Linked DNA regions of Rattus norvegicus: region 2 is linked to region 1. A link is a contact called in public Hi-C data. All regions are on one chromosome and are shown on one strand. The core of a region is the stretch at or near the end of the contact, and the rest is flanking DNA. Distances in the headings are between cores, read along the strand shown.

Region 1 (4,418 bases), core at 479-2,978:
TGCTCTCTGTCTCGAGGCTGACAAGAGCTCTCTCGGCCGTGTCACTGGAGCATTTTGGACATTGCGTTTTGTGGTTTTGCAGCCAACCGGTCCATGAGACACCCACCTGTCCCTGTACAGGAGGAAGGTGGCACTTTATTGTCACATCATCTTTGAGCAGATGATTATACTTAGCTGTAGGCTTAGGTAAGTCGTTGAACATGGTTAAGGCAGGCCAGGCTAAGCTGTACCTGGCTAAGCTGTGCTAGGCTAAGCTGTGAGGTAGGTGAGATGCATTGCATGCATTTCTTTCTTTTCTTCCTTTCTTTCCTCACCCCCTCCCCCCAAGCCCCTGCCTCTCTACAGTCTGTGTAGACTTTACTGTCTGCAACTTACGCTGTAGACCAGGCTGGCCTTGGACTCACCTACCTCTGCCTCTCTTGTGCTAGGGTTAAAGGTATGCACCACCACCTCCCAGCTATAGTAGATGTATTTCCAACTTACAGTGGACCCCACTGTAAGGCAAAGAACATCTGCATGGGTGTGGGGCTGAGGACACACTAAGTAAGCACTTTGTCCAGTCCTGAGCAATACCTCAGGCTTGTACAGAATTTTAAGTCTGTTTTGCAGGAGAGATTTCCTGAGCTGAGTCACAGTCAAAAGTGCCCCCACCACGCACACTACAGCTAATTTTAATATACAGGAATTTTCATGTTTGGCGATGTCTATCAGTGCCACTGAGTGACAGCCACTGGTGCTGCATCTCAGCAGTTCTTGGTTGGTTTGTACATACGTATGTATGCATGTATGTATGTTCATATGTATGTGTGTATATGTATGTATGCATGCATGTATGTTTGTATGTATATATGTATGTTCATGTGTATTTGTATATATGTGTGTATATGTATGTATGTTTGTTTGTATGTGTTTGTATGTGTGTATGTGTATATGTGTGTGTATGCATGCATGCATGCATGTATATATATCTGTGTACATGTATGTGCATGTATCATGGCATACATGTGGAGATCCGATGGTAATTTGAGGAGTCTGTTCTTTCTGGCTATCATTCTGGTTTTAGGGCTTAAACTCATTTTGTAAGGGTTGGTAGCAAGTGTCCTTACTGGGTGAACCGCCTTGCCAGATCCTAATTCTTGACTTTAATGCATGTGTCAATAGAGGCTAATAAAAAAAAGTCATAACTCCATTTTGCTACAGCAACTCCAAGTAATATAATATGGGCTCTTAACTAGAGCCTTATGAAAACGATTCCCTTATTAGTATTGTGCCTGTGTCTTTAATATTTTAGAGTCAGATTCTTGCCGGGCACTAGCTCAGTTTTCAATATACTTAGAACCTCTTGGGTCTTGGTCTAGTGAGAACACACAGCTGGCCCAGAACGCAGGAAATACAAAGTTTCACTGAGCAGAGAATGTGTTCTGCCGAGTCAAAAGGGACTTGCTACATTCCCCATTCCTTGTACATAATAGGAGTTTCTCTGGGGAGTTTTGGATGGTGTGGAGCCTGCATTTAGACACCATTTATGGAAGGTCTGAGTCAATCAGATCCCAGCTCTGCTCTCTAGGATGTTGTCAAGGCATGAAGACAATGAAGCCTAGTTATATTTCTGGTCTGTGGCATATTCTTCGAACCAAAGACCATTTGTTCCCCACTGGGTCTCTGCGCTGACAACTGGGCATAGGCCATCATAGCACGACAAAGAGCAATCCTCAGTTGTTGCAGGCCAATGAGATCATGGGGCTTTCCCATCTTGCCCCATCCCCTGATTTTTCCCCTTGTGTTTGATGGCACAATGTACCACTGTTTTTACTGAATCACTTTTTCTGTCCCAAGTCCCTACCTATTATTCATTGTGTAGTCTTGAATAAACCATTAAGAGGTTTTCTCAAGCTGCCAGTTCACTGTATTTGCCAGAGTTGTTCCCAGGGGCTATAAAACACTGCCTGTGACCAGGGCCTGAGCCTCGGAGCAGGACTGTTTGCTGTTGTCATTGCTCCATTGACTCTAAGGCCACCACACAGCTCTACTGAGAACTGGGTCCTAGATATTTGAGTGAAGTCAGCTGCTGTTGACCCCACAGCAGCTTCTTGAGATGTGTTCCAGTGCTCAGCTTAGCCCACTTGTCCCAGAAATGTTGGATCCAAATCACTCTAGATATTCATATCCATGAATTCCAAATCCAGATGCACTTCTGTTGCATCTAAGAGGCACGTATATTTAACTTTGACAAAGGTCCCATCTACACGCTCTTGTATACTATGGCTGTCAGATGACAGGTGAGGACAGTTGGAGGATCTGTGTTCCTTCGTTTTACCAAGGAGCTCAGAGTACGTGGATACAAGATGATCTCACAAAATTAATCTTTACAGGACATCCCATTCCAACTCAGTTACGGCATGGCGTTTGTGTACAGTAGCTGCTGCAGATTCCGCACTGCAGTCCCTGACCACGGGGGGTGCCACAGGGTGAGATTTGTATTTCCAAGATGTGTGGAGGCAGCTTTCTTCTCCAAGACTCAGTACCATGCTCCTTCACAAACACAGAGCTAAACACAGGCTGTGTGGATGATGGTCATTGTTAGTGTGTACCTGCTTCTCCAACTCTGGAGATGCAGGAGAGAGGGGCCATGTTCCTGGCAGGATGGATAGGATAATTGCGAGCTGAGTAGCAACACAGATTATGGACCACTAGAGGAACTGAAGGAATTCTGTGAGCTAGAGAGCATGGATGAACAAGAGGAAATGAGGGAGGATGACGAGATAGACTGGATCCAGCTGGAAAGGGGCTTTATATTATAGATTAAGAATGTGGACCTCCCCCCAAGAATTGTAAGCCCGTAAGTGACAGGATCCTTGCTAACTATCAAGGGGGTCAAGGTGACTGCAGCACAAGTGGCATAGGTGGGAGGCTAACATTTTGTGGTGCCAGGAGGTCACAGGAAGTTTGGGCAGGAAACAACAGTTGGCTGTAGGCTGCACCAGGCAAGGGCATGAATTAATGACAAAAGTCATCATTAGAGAGGCATCATTCTTGCCCTGAATTATTTGGGGAGAAAAGAGAACATGGAATAAACACCATGGAGTAGACACTGCATGGGTGGTGATTCGGTAATAGATGTGAATGCTGGCAGCTTCCTTCAACAGTGCTGTGCTAGCCCGAAGGATGCTGCATTGACCTGGAGGACAGCCAGGACCTCCACTAAGCAAAGTGCCTGTGTTTATTCACATCATCGGGAATACTCAGGGAGAGGGGACTGTAGAATATCTGGGAAATATGAGGGCAATGGGTTGAAAACACCCAGAAGAACCCAGAGGATTTAGGCTAAGAGAACACAATGATATAACTCAGGCCACCCTTGTGACCTCCAAGGGCTTTGGTGGTGGTCGAGCCAGGCTGAATGTGACGTTATAAAGCAACTGCATTTTAGATTTGCTTCCTTTGTCAGTGTTGTATGCCCCAAGCTCTTATCTAGAACTCCCCTGTGAAATCAAACTCTTTTATTAGATTTGATTTTGACATTTCACATTTTTAGGTGTTCAATACACGTTGCTGAGTTAAATTGGATTTCAGAACAGAAAAAGACTTTACAATTCAAATGAGATGCAGCCAATCCCTTTGCTGTGTTTATTTCGGCATGGTGTTTTACATTTTCCAGCACTCTTGGTGCACATCTCGGGTTTATTTTCACTGACTTAATGTCTACGCACAGTCTAGAGATACCTACAGGGCAAGTTTATTGCTCGAGAGACTGTCTGGTCTGGGCACCAATCAATTCTAACTGAAAATACAGAGTGAGTTTTATTAGGTAATCAATGAGGACATACTTGTGAATTTGTGTCAGCCATGTTTATAAACAAACAGATCCAGGAGTTAGAAAATTCTAACTTATGCCTAATCATTTTTGGTCAGTGTACTTCAAATAAACAATATTGGGAGAAACCAAATTAGAAAACAATCAAACAAAACTTTTGGTGGGGGGTGTTGACACAGGGTGTCTCTGTGTAGCCCTGACTATCCTGGAACTTATTACATAGATCAGGCTGGCCTTGAACCTACAGAGATCCACTTTCCTCTGCCAGCCAAGTGCTAGGATTCAAGATGTGTGCCCACCACTTCCTGGCTTTCCCCCCCCCCTTAATTTTATGTGCATTGGTGTTTTGCCTGCATGTATGTCTGTGTGAGGGTGTCAGATCTTGGTTACAGTTATAAACTGCCATGTGGGTGCTGGGATTTGAACCTGGATCCTCTGGAAGATCAATCAGTGTTCTTAACTACTGAGCCATCTCTCCAGCCAAAACACAATTTTTACAAATAGCACTTTGAATGCTTTGACTTGCAATCACACAGCTGTGAACCTCCAAAACACAGACACAGACACAGACACAGACACACACATACACACACACACACACACA
Region 2 (4,795 bases), core at 636-3,135, 39 kb after region 1:
TCTCAGTGAAATGGGTGATGTGTGTAAGTCAGTGGCATCTTGCTGTGTGCCAGTTAGTGCCGTTTTCATATGCATACATTTGCAGACTATGTAGACCGAAAGGGCTGACATCAGCTCACAAGGAAACCGGACTTCAGTTTGGGCTCAGATGCCTCACTTCAGATGCCTTATATGAGAGGCTTCTTACTGGTGGTATGAAGTCACCGGATGCCCAGGGACAGCATTTGAGGTGAGGCTGGGAGAGAGGAGGGGAGGTCGGGTGGTCCTCACCACTTGGCTTAGTAAGTGAAGGAATTGTCAGCTTGTAGGGAGAGTAAGCAGTATGGTGGACACTTCCAAATGAACTCCTGCTGGACTGCCTGATGAGTGTCCTGTGTTCTCGTACTTTCCATGCCTCGTAGCAGAGAATGTTACTTCTTGGCCCGTCATACTTGAACCACAGAAGGATGCAAAATAACATCTGTTTTCATTAAATGCGCCTTTCCTTTCTCTTAGATTACATGAAGCAGACCACATTCGAAGCCCAAGCCTTTTTGGAAGCTGTGCAGTTCTTCCGGCAGGAGAAGGGTCACTACGGCGCCTGGGAAGTGATTACTGGAGATGAAGTCCAGGTACTGTGGGGCTCGGAGTTATGGTTCCTCTCTACCTGTGTGGTGGTGGTCAGGACCATTCAACGAACAGTCCACAGGAAGTTGCACGAATAGAAGCCGGGGTTTCCGAGGCGTTTCCCTGAGCCGTCTAAAAGCATCAGTCAGTGAGCAGTGGGGTACCCATGAAGACCACCAGACCTGGCCTTCTTCGGTAGGGCAGCCCACAATGCTCCTGTTAAGTTGCTAACTCTGAAAAAGCAGAAGTTTGCTCACAATGATGAACGTGGCTTTGGTGTTCTGGAGTATGAGCCAAAGGCGTCCATGTTGAGTATGTTTGTTTTAACACATCCACACATGTAGTCCCGACCCAAGAACACTTCAGAATTTCAAACAGTTCTTAGTGTCCCATATTTTGCAGAAGTGTATCCATTTAAAACGTTGAGAAGTTGAAATATTTACAATACTTTTAAGCACCAAAAAAAACCCAAAAGCGTAAGAAACGGAAGCATTTGATTCCGCCTGGCCCAGCAAATAGACAGCACAGTTAATACTTAGCAGATATTTAGCACAGAGACCTGTATTAAAATGTTCTTGTGTGGTACTTTGTAATGTTCAAATCTTAAGTGTGTCTTGGCTGTCTTACAGACGGGGAGGGGCAGTTTGTATGAGGGAACTGGGAGGCACAGAGCAGCTAAGTGACTTCTGCACTCAGTAACTTTTTTCATCTTCTGCCTAAGCCACTTGCTTCATATTTTCCTTCGCTTAAAATCTTTATTTTTTTAAATTTACTTTTGTATGTATTGGTGTTTTGCCTGCATGTGTGTCTGTGTGAGAGTGTTGGATCCCTGGACCTGGAGTTACTGACAATTGTGTGCTGCCCTGTGGGTGCTGGGAATTGAACTATGATCCTCTTGAAGAACAGCCAGTGCTCTTAACCACTGAGCCATCGCTCCAGTCCCTCACTTAAAGTCTTTTTTTTTTCTTTTTTCGGAGCTGGGGACCGAACCCAGGGCCTTGTGCTTGCTAGGCAAGTGCTCTACCACTGAGCTAAATCCCCAACCTCTCACTTAAAGTCTTAATTGTATATTAGTTCACATTTCTTTATGCTGAAAACAAAAAATTTAGTAGATCTTTTCTGGGGTGGAGTGTTTCTGTGTGTGTGTGTGTGTGTGTGTGTGTGTGTGTGTGTGTGTGTGTGTGTGTCCTTTAGGCTAACACGTGCTAAGTGCTACATAAAGTGCAAAAGAGCTGAATGACTCTTTTTATATCGCTCTCTTAGTAGTGATGACTCACACAAGTATGGCAGGCCTTCATGGTGATGGTTATTTTAGGCAGAGGTCCAGGCAGAGCAGTGTCTCGGAATAACTTTCCTGACAGGCTGTTAAGGTGAAAAATATTTGTGTGCTTGGTAAAAGCATCAATGCATTTCCTCCTTGTCAATATGAGCTACGAGCACTATCAGATGAACTCGTGAGAAAAAACAATCTGCCAAAAACGTCAAGTAGCTGCAGATAAAGGGTGTGTTTATTTGCCTTTAAATTAGCCAGGTGGGTGAGAACCATTCATGCTGCTTGGTTCTAAGACCAGAAAAGTTCCCACGTTTGAGGGCTTGTCTATTCCTTCTAGACTTGTCTTCATTCAAAACATCTTGAATGCAGCCCTTTAAATGGATACACTCAACTTCAGTGCTTCAGTAACCAAGGGACCTGGGGCCAAGGGTCCAGTCAGACATGGGGGTCTGCCTTTGGGAGGGGCATTCTTCCTCAGCCTTATACCTTCTTACAACTCCCAGTCTGAGAGGAAGCACAGTGTGTGCCCTTGGGGCATAGCGGTGGGACCTCAGTGGGTGTTCTCGGTGGGACCTTAGCGGGCGTGCTCCGTTGATTTGAGTTCTGTTGTTTTGGGGACCAGGGTCTGGGCGTGTAGCTCAGGCTAGCCTCAAGCTCTTGTCCTACCTCCCTTAGTTTCCTTAGTCGTTAATAAGGCATACAACACCATACCCTGCTTGCTTTGTTCATTTTGATCAAACTGATAGCATATTTGGTTTCTTTTTCTTTTTTTTTTTTTTCTGAGCTGGGGACTGAACCCAGGGCCTTGTGCTTGCTAGGCAAGCGCTCTACCACTGAGCTAAATCCCCAACCCGCATATTTGGTTTCTTATGTGTGTGATAAAATGTTCATCTCCACTTCCCAGCAGTTCAAATATATTTATGTATTTGATTAGTTACTTTCCCTCAAAAGGCCACAGGCTTCTCTCTTGCTTATGGAGAGCTAGCCTGGACCAGGGCAGGTAACACCAGAGTGGATGGAGAGAGACAAAGCAGTGTCAGGATGGGAGGGAGCTGAAGTTAGTTAATGAGGAAGGTGGTGTTGGTGTGAGATGGCATGGTACCCCAGGCTCTGTCAGCCTCAGGCCTCTCCCCCCAAGCCCCCTTGTAGCCTCTCTTCCCCCTCTTTCTTTTTTTCCCAGACATATTTTATTCTCAAGTCCCTGAACTGTAAAATAGAAGCAAATTTCTTGGAACATCATGTGGGAAAGAGCAGAGGCGAACTGTAAGCCCACCCAGATGGAATGTTGGTTTTCTTTGGCCTTTGTGTATAACATTTGGGTCTTCTCACATCGATTCACACTCATGCTCAAAACCCATCCAATCTCTGCTGAGGGACAAATGCAGAGAACTGCGGTCCTTGGCTTCAAGCCTTTTCATCCATGACAGCATTCCCCATTGTGTTTTGCTTTCGTCTCCATCCCTCTTCGCTCTCTCTCTCCTCACGCCATACTTGGTAAGTCTTGGGCATAGGTTCCAAACAAGAACTCACTCACCTGGGCAGGATGTGACCTGGGGATCATTAATTATTCACTTTATCCAACGGCTGAACTTACTGATTTCCAATATGTTTGCATACGCCAAGCTTCTCATAAGATCCCCAGGAAATGGTGATCTTATAAGATCATCTCTTAATGGTCCACAGAGAGTGACTCAGAAAGGAAACACAAGTCCCTCAGTGACTTTTCAAGACCTGTGAAAGTCTTGCCTCTGTTACCGTAATCACTTGAGGTAGATCCACAGGGCAGCAGATGGGAGCCCTTCAGGCTGTACTGAGCCTCACAGCTCCCTTCCCAGGAGCCCAGGGGACCAGGGGAAGGGGACCAGGGGACCAGCCTGCTTGTCATTTCCAGCCTCAGAGCATTCCTGTTCAGTCCAGCTAGAGCATCGCACCCTGCCACGGAACCCCAGAGAAAGGCCAAGGCCAGTGAGCTTGTGAAGGTTTCCAAGGGCTTGTGTCTGAGCAGTGAGCTCAGTGAGAAAGTCCTTACTGCCCAAAGCGTAATCTGAACTTTTATGAGGAGGAGGTGGTCAGCTGTTTTGGATAAATATTATTTCGGCTTCACAGACCAAATGTCTCTAGTGATGGCCTGCTCTGCTGCCCGCTGCCATTCTCAACAGCGCCCTCAGTCTGCAGCCTGCTGTTGCTGCTGAGCTGTGGTCCTGAGAAGACTCCAGGTTGAGTGAGTGAGAGTGGCCCATGTCAGGGCAGAGAGCAGAGAAGGAAGGGTGGGGGGCGTTGTGGTGGACGTGTGGAGTACTGCTCAGATGAAAGGGAACAGGAGCATTGATCAGCACAAAGTTTTAGGATAGATTTGGGAACATTCCCACAGAGCACTCTGAAAGTTTCTATGTCCCCTAAATTCTGCTTAGCCCACAGGTGTTGTGTTGTTTCATAGTATTTGGTGCTAATTTATCTCACTATTATTTGCCTAGCAGGGTCCAGATTTTGTACTTGGTGCTTTTCACAGACAGTCAGGACATTCTAGCCAGGACATGGGTAACTAGCAATCTTCTATCTCCCATCCTCAGTGCATAGCTGCTGTAGGAGAAAGCTTCTGTAAAACTCAACGCTGTCTTCATTCCAGCAGCAGGGAGCATTTTCGCGTAAAGGTCGGCACTTTGCAGTTGGTGTGCTGTTGAAGACATTCTCACCAGGAAGCAGCAGGGCAATGGCAGAGTTATCCACCTGATGACCTATTGCTGAGAAAAGGGTCCTCTTGCTCTCTTAAGGGTCTCTGTCTTCACCGCATGGCTGGGAAGTCAGCATGCCAGGAGCCAGCTTCGCGGGGTCAGGTTCTAACAGGTCTCTGGGTCGAATGACGTTAAATATAGAAAACAGAGTGAGAGAAGGGAACATAAAACATAATTTTAGCTT

What was found. A called contact is a pair of places that touch in the nucleus more often than the background predicts.
Region 2: a contact with region 1 is called in a Hi-C map of the Rat2 cell line, with 2.0 times the contacts expected there. The contact joins two enhancer-like sites. A contact is called at or near these places in 2 of 12 Hi-C or Micro-C datasets (the Rat2 cell line and mammary epithelial cells).

The regions. Positions count from the first base shown.
Region 1 is chr13:66,306,258-66,310,675 of GRCr8, forward strand. The region is part of intron 5 of Niban1 (niban apoptosis regulator 1); the gene reads left to right. Among named protein-coding and RNA genes, the nearest start is that of Niban1, 84 kb to the left of the region's middle. Within about 2 kb of position 1,729, at least 36 of the 93 cell types and tissues checked have an H3K27ac peak or open chromatin away from gene starts, as enhancers often do.
Region 2 is chr13:66,345,061-66,349,855 of GRCr8, forward strand. It overlaps Niban1 (niban apoptosis regulator 1), which reads left to right. Exons shown (of 14, transcript NM_022242.2): 6 at 496-611. Among named protein-coding and RNA genes, the nearest start is that of Edem3, 61 kb to the right of the region's middle. Within about 2 kb of position 1,886, at least 6 of the 93 cell types and tissues checked have an H3K27ac peak or open chromatin away from gene starts, as enhancers often do.